Regions from separate parts of the Hordeum vulgare genome. Here region 2 is linked to region 1. Evidence: chromatin contacts called from public Hi-C data. All regions are on one chromosome and are shown on one strand. Each heading gives the region's core, a stretch centred on a gene start, on an enhancer-like site or on the middle of the called end of the contact. The rest is flanking DNA. Distances are from core to core; before and after follow the strand shown.

Region 1 (3,169 bases), core at 434-2,933:
AACTGGATTTTGTATGGGTATGGCGTTGGGCATGCTGTAGAAGTCAGTAGACACATTAGAATCCTGCCGAGGATGAAATACACTGCTTACTGAGGATAAAGAGAGCACATCCCTCTTTTCTTGGGGGAATTTGGCACATCTCTCTTTTTTTAGTGGAATTTGGCACAACTCTTGCCATCACCTTTTGCTGGGTGGTGAATTTAACTAGAAACCGCACATATTGTCATTCATGTAAATGAATAAGATCATGTGTACATACACGAAAGAACAACCGAGTCATGTGCACAGATGAACGCATACCAGCACGCAAATGATAATTACAAAGTAGTAATAATCATCATGGGTGCATGGAACAAGAGAAACTAAAAAGGGATGGTGGAATACAAGGAATGCAAAAAAGATGCATCATCACTATCTCGCTAGCCGGATACTATGCCACTTATTCTGGAAATAGCACATCGTGGCTCCGGACGGGGTCGATCTCCTCCTCCTTCGGCTGTCATATGTGAGCATCACATCAATTGTCAGTCATCGGCGGCTTGCCCTTCGGAGGCGGCTCGGGCTTGGGTTCGGGTTCAGGCTTGGGCTCTGGCTTAGGCATGGGTTGAGGCTTGGGCTCTGGTTTTGGCATTGGGTAAGGCTTGGGCTCTGGCTTTGGCATCGGCTCGGGCTTAGGCTCCGGCTTTGGCATCGGCTCTGGCTTGGGTTCAGGTTTTGGCATCGGCTCGGGCTTGGGCTCTGGCTTTGGTTCGGGTTTTGGCATCGGTTTAGGCTCAGGCTTCATCGGCTCGGGTTTGGGCTCTGGCTTTGGTTCGGGTTTTGGCATCGGCTCTGGTTTGGGCTCTGGCTTTGGTTCGGGTTTTGGCATCGGCTCTGGTTTGGGCTCTGGCTTTGGTTCGGGTTTTGGCATCGGCTCTGGTTTGGGCTCAGGCTTAGGCTCAGGTTTTGGCATCGGCTCTGGCTTGGGCTCAGGCTTAGGCTCAGGTTTGGGCATGGGGTAAGGCTTGGGCTCAGGCTTCGGTTCGGGTTTCGGCATCGGCTCGGGCTTGGGCTCTGGCTTTGGTTCGGGTTTTGGCATCGGCTCGGGCTTGGGCTCTGGCTTTGGTTCCGGTTTCGGCATCGGTTTAGGCTCTGGCTTCATCGGCTCGGGTTTGGGCTCAGGTTTCGGTTCTGGTTTAGGCATGGGCTCAGGTTTCGGTTCTGGTTTAGGCATAGGCTCAGGTTTGGGCTCAGGTTTCGGTTCTGGTTTAGGCATCGGCTCGGGCTTGGGTTCTGGCTTTGGCATCGGCTCCGGCTTGGGTTCCGGCTTGGGCTCTGGCTTTGGCATGGGTTCAGGCTTAGGCATAGGTTTGGGCTCCGGCTTTGGCATGGGTTCAGGCTTAGGCATAGGTGTGGGCTCCGGCTTCGGCATGGGTTCAGGTTTAGGCATAGGCTTGGGCTCCGGGTACGGCGTGGGCTTGGGCTCTGGCTCGGGGAGCTTCTCGGCGAGGCCCCGGCCAGCAGCGGCCGCGAGGCTGAAGCCGGAGGCCGCGAGCAGCCCGACGAGGAGCACGGCAAGGAGGCTGTGCCTCGCCATTGCTGCTTTCTCGCAGCTGTTGCTGCACTTGTGCTTCACCGCTTCCGAACCTCTCAACGGGCGATGGATAGATAAAGTGGATGTGGTGTGTGGTTCCTCTGAATGGTGGTGTGGAGAACCGGAGATGGCATATGTCCCGGCTTTATAGCGCTGAGCAGCCAAGCAGGCCCAGACGCGTGTGCCACACTCCCGGCGCCGGTGGGTCTGCTTGTGGATCAGGTTACCCCAACCTTTTCAGTTTTCATCTGCCGTCTGCCGTCTGCACCTTCCTTCCTTCCGACTGCAAAGCTAGCTAGGTAAGATGCCCGAGGTACGGCTGGCGGTGGCCGGTGGCCCGTCGCCGTCGCGCCTTGAAACCCATGTCGGATCTTCATTTCTCCGTTGCGCGTAGCATCCGACGACGGCTGATGGGTGCGGGTCAAGTCCGAGGACGACTGTTTCTAGCAGCTAGCAGCAGCAGCAGATAGCCGGCAGCCGGTGGGGCACTGAAGGTTAAAACCCCAGCCTGACGGCATCATCATCAACTCTTTTATGCGCCGTACTGTTCACGTGGTTGATTACAAAGAGAAGGTACGAAAAAGTAAGCACTAGTTGTGGTCGCCAGGCAGACACGAGCCCGTGCGTGCGTGCGTGCGTGTGCGTCCGTCCTGAACGCGTTTGCGCTGCCGGCTCGATGGCCTGCTGCCGTTTCACTGTTCATGCATGTCCGGTCGATCGATCCGTCCGTCGGCGATTCTGCGTACGGCGCGGTGTGCCATCGACGGCAGCCGCGCCCACTGACCCGCTGTATCTATCGAGCCATCGGCATTGTTCACGGATGGGATCTGGCGAACGATCGGCCTTGCTTTGCTTGGTGTGGTTTGCGGTGTTGATTACTTGATTGATTGTCTTTTCTTTGTGGGATACACTTCCGATGCTTCTTATCATAATCCATCGCGGCAGTACAAATAAAGCCAGAGATAATAAAAATTACAACCAGGTCTATTGATCGCCTAACTACGAATGCAAGCAAGGGAGCGAGCTGAGGGCATGACGACGTCATTGCCCCTCCATCATCCGGGCCGGGTAGAACTTTATTGTAGTAGACAAAAGACAATCAAAAAGTATAGCACCGACCGAATTTCATGAGATTCAGCGAAAATACCTCCACATGTCCTCCAACAATGCTAGACGTATCGTTGGTATTAGGATAAAACGTAAGAAAATATTTCTATTGAACCACATCACCGCCGTCACAAAGCCCCAACCAAGACACTTTTTTTTTGCGAGAAACCAACCAAGACACATAACCTAACTGAGAGCAGGGTAGTTGATTGATTGACTGGTTGAAAGTCACGCACGCAGCCAGGTAGGCAGGCAGGCGAAAATGGTTTTGTTGCACTTTTTCCTTGATGAACAAGCGCTGTTACGTACGTGTTTTTCTTGCTGCATTTTTCCATGTTGTGGGGTTCGCTGCATTGACCAACACTGCTGCTGAAATGTGCTCCCTCCATTCCTAAATATAAGTCTTTTAAACGATTTCACTAAAGATCTACATACGGAACAAAATGATTGAATCTATACTCTAAAATATGTCTATATACATCCGTATGT
Region 2 (3,169 bases), core at 186-2,685, 65 kb after region 1:
TTCAGCAATCAAGATCAATGGGGTGACGGATCCGACGACCCTGGAGGTGTTGGCATGTCGCGAGGCCCTTGCTCTTGCTACTGACCTGGACCTTGCTCGTATCCTCGTCGCGAGTGATTGCCAAGGAGTACTAAACGACATCACAAACTGCACCGGGGGTGTCTACGCCAGCACCACAAGGGAGATTGCGGTTTCAAGGGAGAATTTTGATAGTTGCACCTTCATGTTCGAAGGTAGGTCCACCAATGTTGAGGCACATAGCCTCGCTCAGCATGCTTTCGGCTTGGATTTTGGGCGCCATTTGTGACTGTTAACCCCTCCAAATTTATCTTGTATTCCTATGAACTTTGTTGAGTAATGAATAAAGCATGTTTAGACGAAAAAAAACCATTTTCATGGAACGGAAAAAGGATAGTTCAACAAATGCATAGTATATCAACTAAGAAGAAGATATACCCTCAAATAAATTTAACAGGAATGTAACAATTAGAAAAGGACAACAACCGACCGGTAAACAAGATTGCATGACTTAACATGCGTCGCCATGTTGAAGTGATGACCACATAAAGATCGATAATGCATGCTCGAAAAGTAAATAGAGTGAGGTGTGTGAAACACATTGTCATTCCGGCATTCATAATTGCCCAAAGTAAGGTACAAGCACCTACATGGATGTTGATACCAATCATTTAGTTTCATACAAAACACGCACACATGCGCACACACGCACGCACACGCGGAGGACACGGTAGGTCAAGGCATGGCGGCCGCCCTACCTTGATTTTCCTTGGTGCAGGCTGCGTGCAAGGCGACGCATTGGTGCAACGTCGTTGTCGGTGACGAGTGACAAAAGCCCGTCCTACCTTAACTTTTGTCCGTCCTCCACCACTGCACATTCATACAAATGGTCGCCCCGGAACATGTACTCTCGTTGTACACACTCACCTCTTTTTTGGTTCTTCTGAAAAAAGTAGAAACTCCTAGTCGAAAAAGGCCAACCATGGCTTTCTAATAGATTTAGAAAGTTTTGCACACACCAAAGTTGTCGACGAATTTAGAAACAAATGGTGAAATTTAAGGAAAGTGCATGACCTTGAAAAAAAGTCCAATAAATTTGCAAAAAAGTTCGTGATTCTTTTTTTAACGTTCATTATTTTAGAAAGAAAACTCGAATGAAAAAACTAAAAACCCTAGGCAAAAAACGAGTAAAAAAGAAAAAAACTGGCCGGGCGTATACAAAAGCTTCCCAAAACTGTCCTCGAAGCTTCTAGAAAGTTTCCATAATTGGGAGCAGCCTCCCCGCTTGAATATCGCGTGAATAGCCCGGTCCACTTATAGAAAATCTATAGAAGGCAGTGCGGTGTATTTTTTTTTAGAACAGAAGGCAGTGTGGGTGAGCTCTGTGTGGGGATCATATTCCTCGCGCGCGTCAATGGATAGAGACGAAACGCACACCCCAACCTGTGGTGATGGGCCAGCCCGTTAGACTGTTTCTTTGTGTTTTTGTCTGCTTAATTTATTTTATCATTTATTTTTCTTCTTTTGTCATAAAAATTATTTTTCTTTTTCCAAATTCACATACTAAGGAACAATTTGCAACAACCCTAGAATATATAAAAAATTCTAAATCTTTAATTATATCAAATACAAACAAAATCGTAAATCATAAAAGAAAACTCGTGAACATTTTTCAATTCGTGCAAATCCTATGAAATCACGAACATATTTGAGAATTAGTTAACGTTATGAAACCTTTGAATAATTTTATAAATTGGTAAACATTTTCAAACTCATGAATATTTTTTAAATTACTGAAATTTTTGAATTAGAATATTGTTTAATATATTTTTAATAAAAATATACTATCAAAATCGTAACCATTTTTTGAATTCATAAAATAAAATGCATTAACGTATTTAAAACTCGTGAACCTTTTTCAAACTCATGTATGCTATTTGAATTCGTGTTTTTAAAATCATAAACATTCTTTGAAATCACATATTTGTTCAATCAGTGGATATTTTAAAATTCGTGAAATTTTATGAATTGGCATTCAACTTTTGTATGTTTATAGAAATATTTATCAGAAAGCCTGGTAAAATAAATAAATTCTACTTAAAAAACTGCCGAGATAAAAATAATAACGCAAACACTAAGGATCACCACATGCAGTTGTTACGGATCGGGCCCGCTGGTTCTTGCGCTGGCGAGGAGGTGCGCGTTTGCTGAGTTTCTAGCAAGCAGGTCGCTGAATAATGGGTCACTGCACCGTGTACATTTTTGCTTGGAACTTTTTTTTGCCTGACGGTCGGCCATGATTATTATTTTTTTGCCTTTTTTTTTTGAGGGGTGCCAATGCTGTTTACTTCAGCTATTGTATACAGATTTTCTTATTTATCGCTCATTGCCGCAAAATGCCCCAGCAATAATTTCGTAAGGTTCTCATTCCTGGTTTTCTTGGTTTCATTTTTCTGTAGTATTTTTTACCGGTTTTTTTTATAAATGACCATAACATTTATAATGTTAGTTTTTTTTACCTTTTCAGTTTGCATTTTTTGAAGTGTTCAAAAAAATTGCAAAAGATGTTTACAAAAGTTTTTGTAAAGTGTTCTTAAAAATAAATAAATATTCACTTTTTCTGAAAAAAGTAAATTTTGGGAAATTAACTGAAAACGGAAAGTAAGTAGTAGGGAAAAGAAGTGATTGCTGATTGTTTGACTCGCTACAGCCAGCGTTAATGGATCGGACCGGTTGCATCATCCTTAAGCCTTGTTCGGTTGCAACAGATTTGAAGGGGATTAGAGTGGGTTGGGGAGGATTAAATCCCTTGTAAGTCAAATTTCACCTCAATCCCCTTCAATCCTCTCTAATCCTCTTGTGGTGAGGATTAACCGAACAAGCCCTTACGAGTTTGCTGGGCATTTTGACGCGTGTAGGTCTATTTGGATCCTCTTCAGCTCTTTGCTCCATGAACTCCACACTTCGAGCCCATCCAAACATTTAAGCTCTGGAAAGCTAAATTGAAATGCCCCACCCCTAAATTAATACACTCCCCTCTAAAGTAAATTGATAGCTATCACCAAATCGAATTGGTACCCACCATCTTTTCGTAAAAACACGTCCTCTCCGTCGACCCGGTAACCCTACGGACCACCGCCACGTCCAGCTT

Evidence for each region. Hi-C and Micro-C count contacts between places; a contact is called where the count stands out from the background.
Region 2: a Hi-C map of leaf shows a contact between it and region 1, with 4 times the contacts expected there. The contact joins the enhancer-like site here to the promoter of LOC123424793 in region 1. A contact is called at or near these places in 4 of 6 Hi-C or Micro-C datasets (leaf and seedling).

The regions. Positions count from the first base shown.
Region 1 is chr2H:47,033,158-47,036,326 of MorexV3_pseudomolecules_assembly, forward strand. LOC123424793 (protein TsetseEP-like) reads right to left here and starts at 1,684. Exons shown (of 2, transcript XM_045108486.1): 1 at 835-1,684; 2 at 200-792. The coding sequence starts at 1,576. The coding sequence ends at 518.
Region 2 is chr2H:47,098,901-47,102,069 of MorexV3_pseudomolecules_assembly, forward strand. No RefSeq gene overlaps it. Among protein-coding and RNA genes, the nearest start is that of LOC123433741, 17 kb to the left of the region's middle. Within about 2 kb of position 1,436, at least 2 of the 3 cell types and tissues checked have open chromatin away from gene starts, as enhancers often do. A contact at or near this core is called in leaf, where this site is marked.